Linked DNA regions of Sus scrofa: region 1 is linked to region 2. The links are chromatin contacts, called in public Hi-C maps. All regions are on one chromosome and are shown on one strand. The core of a region is the stretch at or near the end of the contact, and the rest is flanking DNA. Distances in the headings are between cores, read along the strand shown.

The links. Hi-C and Micro-C count contacts between places; a contact is called where the count stands out from the background.
Region 1: a Hi-C map of embryonic fibroblasts shows a contact between it and region 2, with 3 times the contacts expected there. The contact joins two enhancer-like sites. A contact is called at or near these places in 2 of 47 Hi-C or Micro-C datasets (embryonic fibroblasts and fibroblasts).

The regions. Positions count from the first base shown.
Region 1 is chr2:46,938,514-46,941,760 of Sscrofa11.1, reverse strand. The region is part of intron 2 of PARVA (alpha-parvin); the gene reads left to right. Among named protein-coding and RNA genes, the nearest start is that of PARVA, 88 kb to the left of the region's middle. Within about 2 kb of position 1,565, at least 4 of the 83 cell types and tissues checked have an H3K27ac peak or open chromatin away from gene starts, as enhancers often do. A contact at or near this core is called in embryonic fibroblasts, where this site is marked.
Region 2 is chr2:46,738,977-46,742,234 of Sscrofa11.1, reverse strand. All of the region lies in intron 3 of LOC102164222 (a long non-coding RNA gene), which reads right to left. Among named protein-coding and RNA genes, the nearest start is that of TEAD1, 70 kb to the right of the region's middle. Within about 2 kb of position 1,969, at least 8 of the 83 cell types and tissues checked have an H3K27ac peak or open chromatin away from gene starts, as enhancers often do. A contact at or near this core is called in embryonic fibroblasts, where this site is marked.

The sequences.
Region 1 (3,247 bases), core at 316-2,815, 200 kb before region 2:
AATAGGAAGACACTGAAGCTCACACCGAGGATGGTGGGTGGGCGAAACAAAAGGAATATGGAGCCCAAGACAGGAACAAGAAATGCAGGGAGAGACATGTTTTCAAGGTCAGTAAGTCTAACACTAGGAGCTTGAAGCCACTTTTAAAAGGGAGGCAGGGACAGCCACTGTGTGAGACAGAAGCATTAGACCCCAAGCAGAAAGCTCACACTGCCCAGGTATGCATAGTCACCCAGGTTGAGCTCTCAGGAATGCACCCTAAGAGCACAGCTCTTACTAGTACCCACCAGACTCCCTGAGAAACCAGATGCCAAGCTTGCATCTGAGGACCCAAGGGGACAAGAGCCTGCCCCGAAGCTTCATGAGGGTGGAAGGCAGAGGGCTATCATAGCCCCCAAGTTGAAATGCAGGTGGTTTCTGTAGCCACTGGGAAATGCTCCAGGTGTTTCGTGATGCTTGTTGGCTTAACTTAAAAGCCTCCATCAGAAACTGTGTTTTCTCTTGGGTAGTCCTTTTTTCCCTGCAGAAGTAGGATTCAGAGATAAAAAGCTGAACTGTGGCTTTTAGCAATACCAGGGTCAAGTGTTTCCATTCATTTCTTCATTCAGCAAGCATTTATGATGCCTGCTCTTGTTCAACTCTGTTCCCGGCCCAGGGAAGCTGAGATTCAGCCTAGTGGGTGTCAGATAGGAGCACAAAGGTACTTGGATAGAAGCAGGGGTGGCATATATTTGCCTTCCCTCCTGGTGCCCTCAGCCAAGGGTAATTTAATATAAAGACCATTGCTGCTGATGTCTGTCCCTAAGATCTTGCTTCCAGACTGGCTTCCGCTCCTCTCCCTTCAAGTTCTAGGTTGGACCCTGCTTCTCCTCCAAAGCCTTGTTACCAAATCTTCTCATGCACGTGGATTACCACTTGCTTATCTCATGATCTCGTGACTGAGCATAGTTCCGTGGGGGCTTTTGGAGCTGAACCTAGAGGTCGTCACCTCCAGCACAGAGTGGTTTGAAGTTCCTGCCCCCAGCTTCTCTCTGCTTGTGGTTTCCCCTCAGAGTGGGACATGTTGGTATTGCCCCCAAGTGGTACAGACTTGGCAGAAGTAGAATCCACGTTGCTATTCTACAGGAGATGGGTCAGTAAAAGAGGAGGCCTTGTGAGGTCCTCCAGACAGTGCCGTGAGCAAAGTTCAAGGGCCAAGAAGTGATGGGTCCCTACTAACAAAGGTGGGGGGGGCGGAAACCAGGAACAGGCAGCTCAGATGATTATTGCCCAGCGCTTATAATGACTCAACAGATTTTTATGTATAATGGCACCAGCCCAGTGTGTCTTAAAGGTATTACATAGTCTCTGGCTTTCTGGTTGAAGAAAGAAGCCACTTCCTATTGCCACATAAGTGAACCTACAGGCATTCTGAGCTCCTAACCGAGGCCTGGGGGAAGAGAAAGCAGCTGGGATGGGGTAGAACCAGCACAGGAAATTCAGGATTTCAAGATCCTTTGAGCAGCTGGATTGTAGTGCCTGCTGGTCTGTCCAGGGTGGAGCAGTCCTTCAGTCAGTGGGTGGAGCTGCATGGTCCTGTCCTCCCAGGAACGGGCTGGCAGAATGGTCAAGCAGGCTGTGGTCTAGGGGAGGGCTCTGCTTCCCTAAACTAAATGTTGTGATGGTTTAACGTAGTGATGGAGTCTGGGAAAAGCTAACTCTAATCTCAGATACGTACTCACCAAGACAGCCTAGACCACTTCCCATTGGTCTAACTGAAGCTAAAGGTGGGAGGCAAGCCTTCCCACAAGTGCAGCCATTCCTGCACTAGGGAGAGGGTGGGGACTGATGGATCCAGAAGGGCCAACAGTAGCCTTTTGCAACATAACGCATTCTGGATTCTTCCTTCTGAGGGGACTGGCCCCTTCCAGCATCCTATCTGCCTTCGCAAGGGGGGTGAGTTCAGAACTCGAGTGAAGTGAGACTCAGGCAAAAAAAAATCTCTGTTGCTTAGAGTTGATAGAAGCTGAGAAAAGAGGGTCTGTCCCTGTACCTTTAATATCACAGCTTGTTCCATACATACGGAGGCCATATGTCCTCAATTTCCCAGGACAGTCTCAATTTCAAATATTCTGTCCCATTTTGCCCATAAGAATACTGGCACTTGTCAGATTGCGTGTTCCAATTTTTGATTCCGAAAATATGGTCACTGTATCTCTATACCACAACAAATGCCAGATGGTTTAAAGAGCTAATTTTTTTTAATGGTAGACTTATCCCAACTGTCGAGAAAAGACAGTTTTCTCTCTATTGAAGCAGTTAAAGAAATTATCAGTAACGAGATTGATGTGTTCAATTACATTTTTTTAAAAAACCCACCTTTTTCTTTTCTTTCTTTCTTTTTTCTTTTTTTTTTTTTTTTTTTTTTTTTTTTACTGTGAAAATCAACATGGATAAAAGGTTAAAAGAGAAGCAACAGATTGGGAAGGGAGTCCCAGTAAACATAATAGTTAAAACTTACCTTCCAGGAATTTTGAAGAGTTTTGCCTAAATCTTAAAGGGTACCATCAAGACTTCGTTGGACAGATGGTCAAAGGATATGAGTAGATAATTGACTCAAGAGAAGCCGTCTCTGTAAACAAATCCCAGGGAGGTCATTTAATCTATTCAAGTTGAAGCAACTACGAGTTACTGTATCACACCTATTTATATTATCAAAAAAAAAAAATGAAAGCTATAAAGTGTAACATGAACAGGGCTTTGTGGAAACATATACCTTGCAGAAGGCGTTAAAAATGATCTTTTTTTTTTTTCCTTCCTAGAGAACAGTATGATGATATGTAAAATAGATCGCAAAAGTAATCCTAGACTCTGATTCACCAATTCCACTTTTGGGAATACATCTCAAGGAAATAACATAGGGGAAAAAAGTGTGTATTCACATATACATCAAGCCTTTAACAACGTGGGTTTGAACTGCATGGGTTCACTCATCCCCAGGTTTTTTTTTTTTCAATAAATTTGTGCTGCAGTACTATGCAACCTGCAGTAACGTGATTCTTCAGATGTAGAACTGCAAATACCAAGGGCTGACTATAAAGTTATACTCAGATTTTTGACGAAGCGGGGGGTGGATGCCCCTAACCCTCATGTTATTCAAGGGTCACTTACACACACACACATACACAGGTACATAAAGTTACCTATACCGAGACAATTCAATTTAACGACAATTGTGTGATGACTTAAATATACTATAAAAGTCTAG
Region 2 (3,258 bases), core at 720-3,219:
TTTGTATTATGATTTGTTTTGGTACCACGAACAATGCTACTGGGAACTTAGGTACACATGGAATTGCTGGTCAGAGGAAATGTATGTGTATAGTTTAGTAGATACTGTCAAACAGTTTTCCTAAATAGTTATTCTAATATACACTTCCACAAGTGGAGCAAGAAAGTTCTACGTACTCAGCTCTAGTTATGTGTCAACACTTGGTACTGTCTGGTGTTTGCATGAGCCATTTCTTTCTTTTTTTTTTTTTTTTTTTTCTTTTTTTTTTTTTTTTTTTTTTTGCCATGCCTGTGGCACTTGGAAGTCCCCAGTCCCAAGGCCAGGAATCAAATCTGCACCACAGCAGTGACCCAAGCCACTGAAGTGACAATGCCAGATCCTTAACCCACTGAGCCACCAGCAAGTCCCATTTTAGCCATTTTTAGTGGCATCACTTGAAGCTCTATTTTACATTTTCCAAATAACTAGTGGAATTTAATATTCTTTCAAATATTTATTGCCATGTGGATATTCTCTTTAGTGAAGTACCTGATCAAGTCCTTTGCCTATTTTTCTATTGGGTTATCTGGTTTTTTTCTTATTGACTGGCAAGAATCCGTATGTTCTGCATACAAGTTATAACAGATGCATGTACTGCAAACATCCTTTCCCATTGTGTAGACTTGATTTTTTTTTAATCCCTTAACAGTGTCTTTAATGAAAGTATTAATGCCCTGTAGTTCAGTAGGATCCTTGCTGTGTCTTCTGGCATACGTGAGCCCCTGCTCATCATCCAGAGACAGGAAAGGCAAACCCAGACTCAGAATGTACTATTACCCCACTCGCAGTATTGCTTTTGTTATCTGAGTCCTTGAGAAAGATGCCAAAATGGGATTGAATATGCAATGATTTTCATTTAAGAAATTAGCGAGGGAGCTATAAAAACCTGGGAGGGCCATCAAACCACAAATATAGGAGACCCAAGTATAGGAGTGAGGGAGGAAAGGTGGGGTGACAGCATCCCAAACTGTCATGGGAGATTTTGCAAGGCTATCAGGAGTCCTTGAGCAGAAGTCAGCTGTCGGACTTCAGAGCTGTCCCCCGTCACCCTGGAATGGGTCTGCCTTCATATCCTCACCATGCTTATTCATTGGCTGACACCAACCAGAGGGAAGCATGGTCTCTGCACAAACACAGTGATGGATTTCAGAGCACAGTGGGCCTTTGGTCAATTACCCTCCCTGTAGTTCGAGTTCTGCTAGGGGTGCTCTCATAGCCACTACACCAAAGGAATATGGAAGAAGTAGTGGTAAGTGGGGAAGGTGACTAATATGTTCATTTTTAAAATACTGAGTTTGGTACATCTTTCTTCTTAGATATTCAGTACTGAATATCTTCAGCAATCTAGGATATTCATCTTAGATATTCTGAATATATACAGAATTCAGCAAGTGGGTCTGGGCTGCTCAGACAGGACCTTAGGGAGTGATGCCTAGAAGAGCTTTGTGAGAAAAGGACTATCAGGTATCTCCTGAAAGGAGATATAACCGCCCAGAGGGAACCCAGGGATTTCCGTGACTTCTCACTCTACCCAAAGCTCTTTCTGCTCAGTTGAGCAGGTGGAGAACAGAGGGGGAAGAAAGAAAAGAGGCCTTGTGTGGTAGGGCCCCTCATTACTAAAACACCTCCCCAAATATGGCAGTCCAAGACTGCTGACATGTTTCTGCTCTGTTTGTTTCAGCAGAGCAAATTGGTTTTTCCTAATTTGAAAGTGAATGTGGCCAAAAGTAATTTGTATCAGTATTTCAATAAGAATTTTAGAGGGAAGCCAATGTGCATTCATTATACATATGAGTGAGCTTGCACGGATGCTTACACACACACACACACACACACACATACACATACACGGTGCAAGGAAGTGAGCAGTCGGATGTGGTCAATCACGGAATCTATGGTCTGCAATCTGGGAGAGAGCATGTGGGCCCATGAGTCAGGATTAAACACCATAGCGACCAAGTCACTGAAGCTTGCCGAGTCAGACAGCAATTTCTGCTTAATAGAGCCCTTAGGTCTCAATAATTGCTTTGAAATCCACACATCGGCATGCAATTCTCATACTGGGGAAGCCAGAAATCCAAGTGCGAGGGCAGAACAGACAACCTCTCCTGTGCACATTCAAGATGCTGAAAAGGCCGTTGGTTCTACCTCCTTGTCAGCATCTGTAAGTATGCATCAGAGATTATCATTTTAGTACTGTCCAGTCATCCATGCTCACGTTTGTGAGTTTCACAGCAGATTGAGCTGGTTTGTGGACAAGAGCAAGAAGTGGCCACTGAATTAAAATTCTGTGTTTGCTAACAAAGCTGCCAGTGATCCATACAACCAACAAGAAAAGGACACTCCTTTCTTAAGACAGTATTCTTCTTATGTCTGAAAATTGTCATACTAATTTTGTTAAATGATTTACAGCCACCTCTCAGAAAAATTGTTGTAATCAATATGGAAATTAATGTCTACTTTATGAATGGAAAATGTGGCAGTATACGACATAGACAACAGTACATGGCAGCCGTCTTAGCTTAGTACCCAGAAATTATCCTTCTTCCCTCTGTTTTCACACTGTTGAATTTAACATACTACATTTACATGGCTGCTATTTGTTAGGAAAACAGCTATTCTGGCAGGCTACCTTCTATGCCAGGAATTTCACAGCTGTAGAAACTCATGGTCTATCTGGAATGACAAGCAGATCCTGGGGAGGTGGAGGAGGCAAAGACTTCCAGCATCAGAGCTACTTAAGAAACCTCAACAATCTTGGAGAGCAAGGGAGCCTAGAACACTGTGCTCCAGATGTTTCCAGCCTAGAAGTGCTCTATGCCTGGCTTTCTCCCTTGGCCTTTGTCTTTCTGGCTCTTCCCAACTCTCCCCATTCCAGTTCTCCTCACTCCCGTGGTCCCTGTGCAACATCAAAGGTGGCTGTTTGAACAGAGGAGTCATTGGTTGGGTAGCCAGCACTGAGAAAAGGAGCGCTCTCTCCCCTGCTCTCCTGGACTGGCAACAGTCACTGAGGGCCAAGGCCAACCTGGCCAGAGAGTGTCCAGGGGCAGACACTTTGCAGGACACTGCTCAGGAGCCCCAAGCACAGAGCCTCAGAGCTTTGGAAACTCTGGTCCAGGGTCCTGGAATAAAATTTTAAAATCTTTTCCCCCGATATTTAAAATAATACAAAACTATTATGGACAAATAACAAAAAGAATAAAGAAGAAAATAACTTCC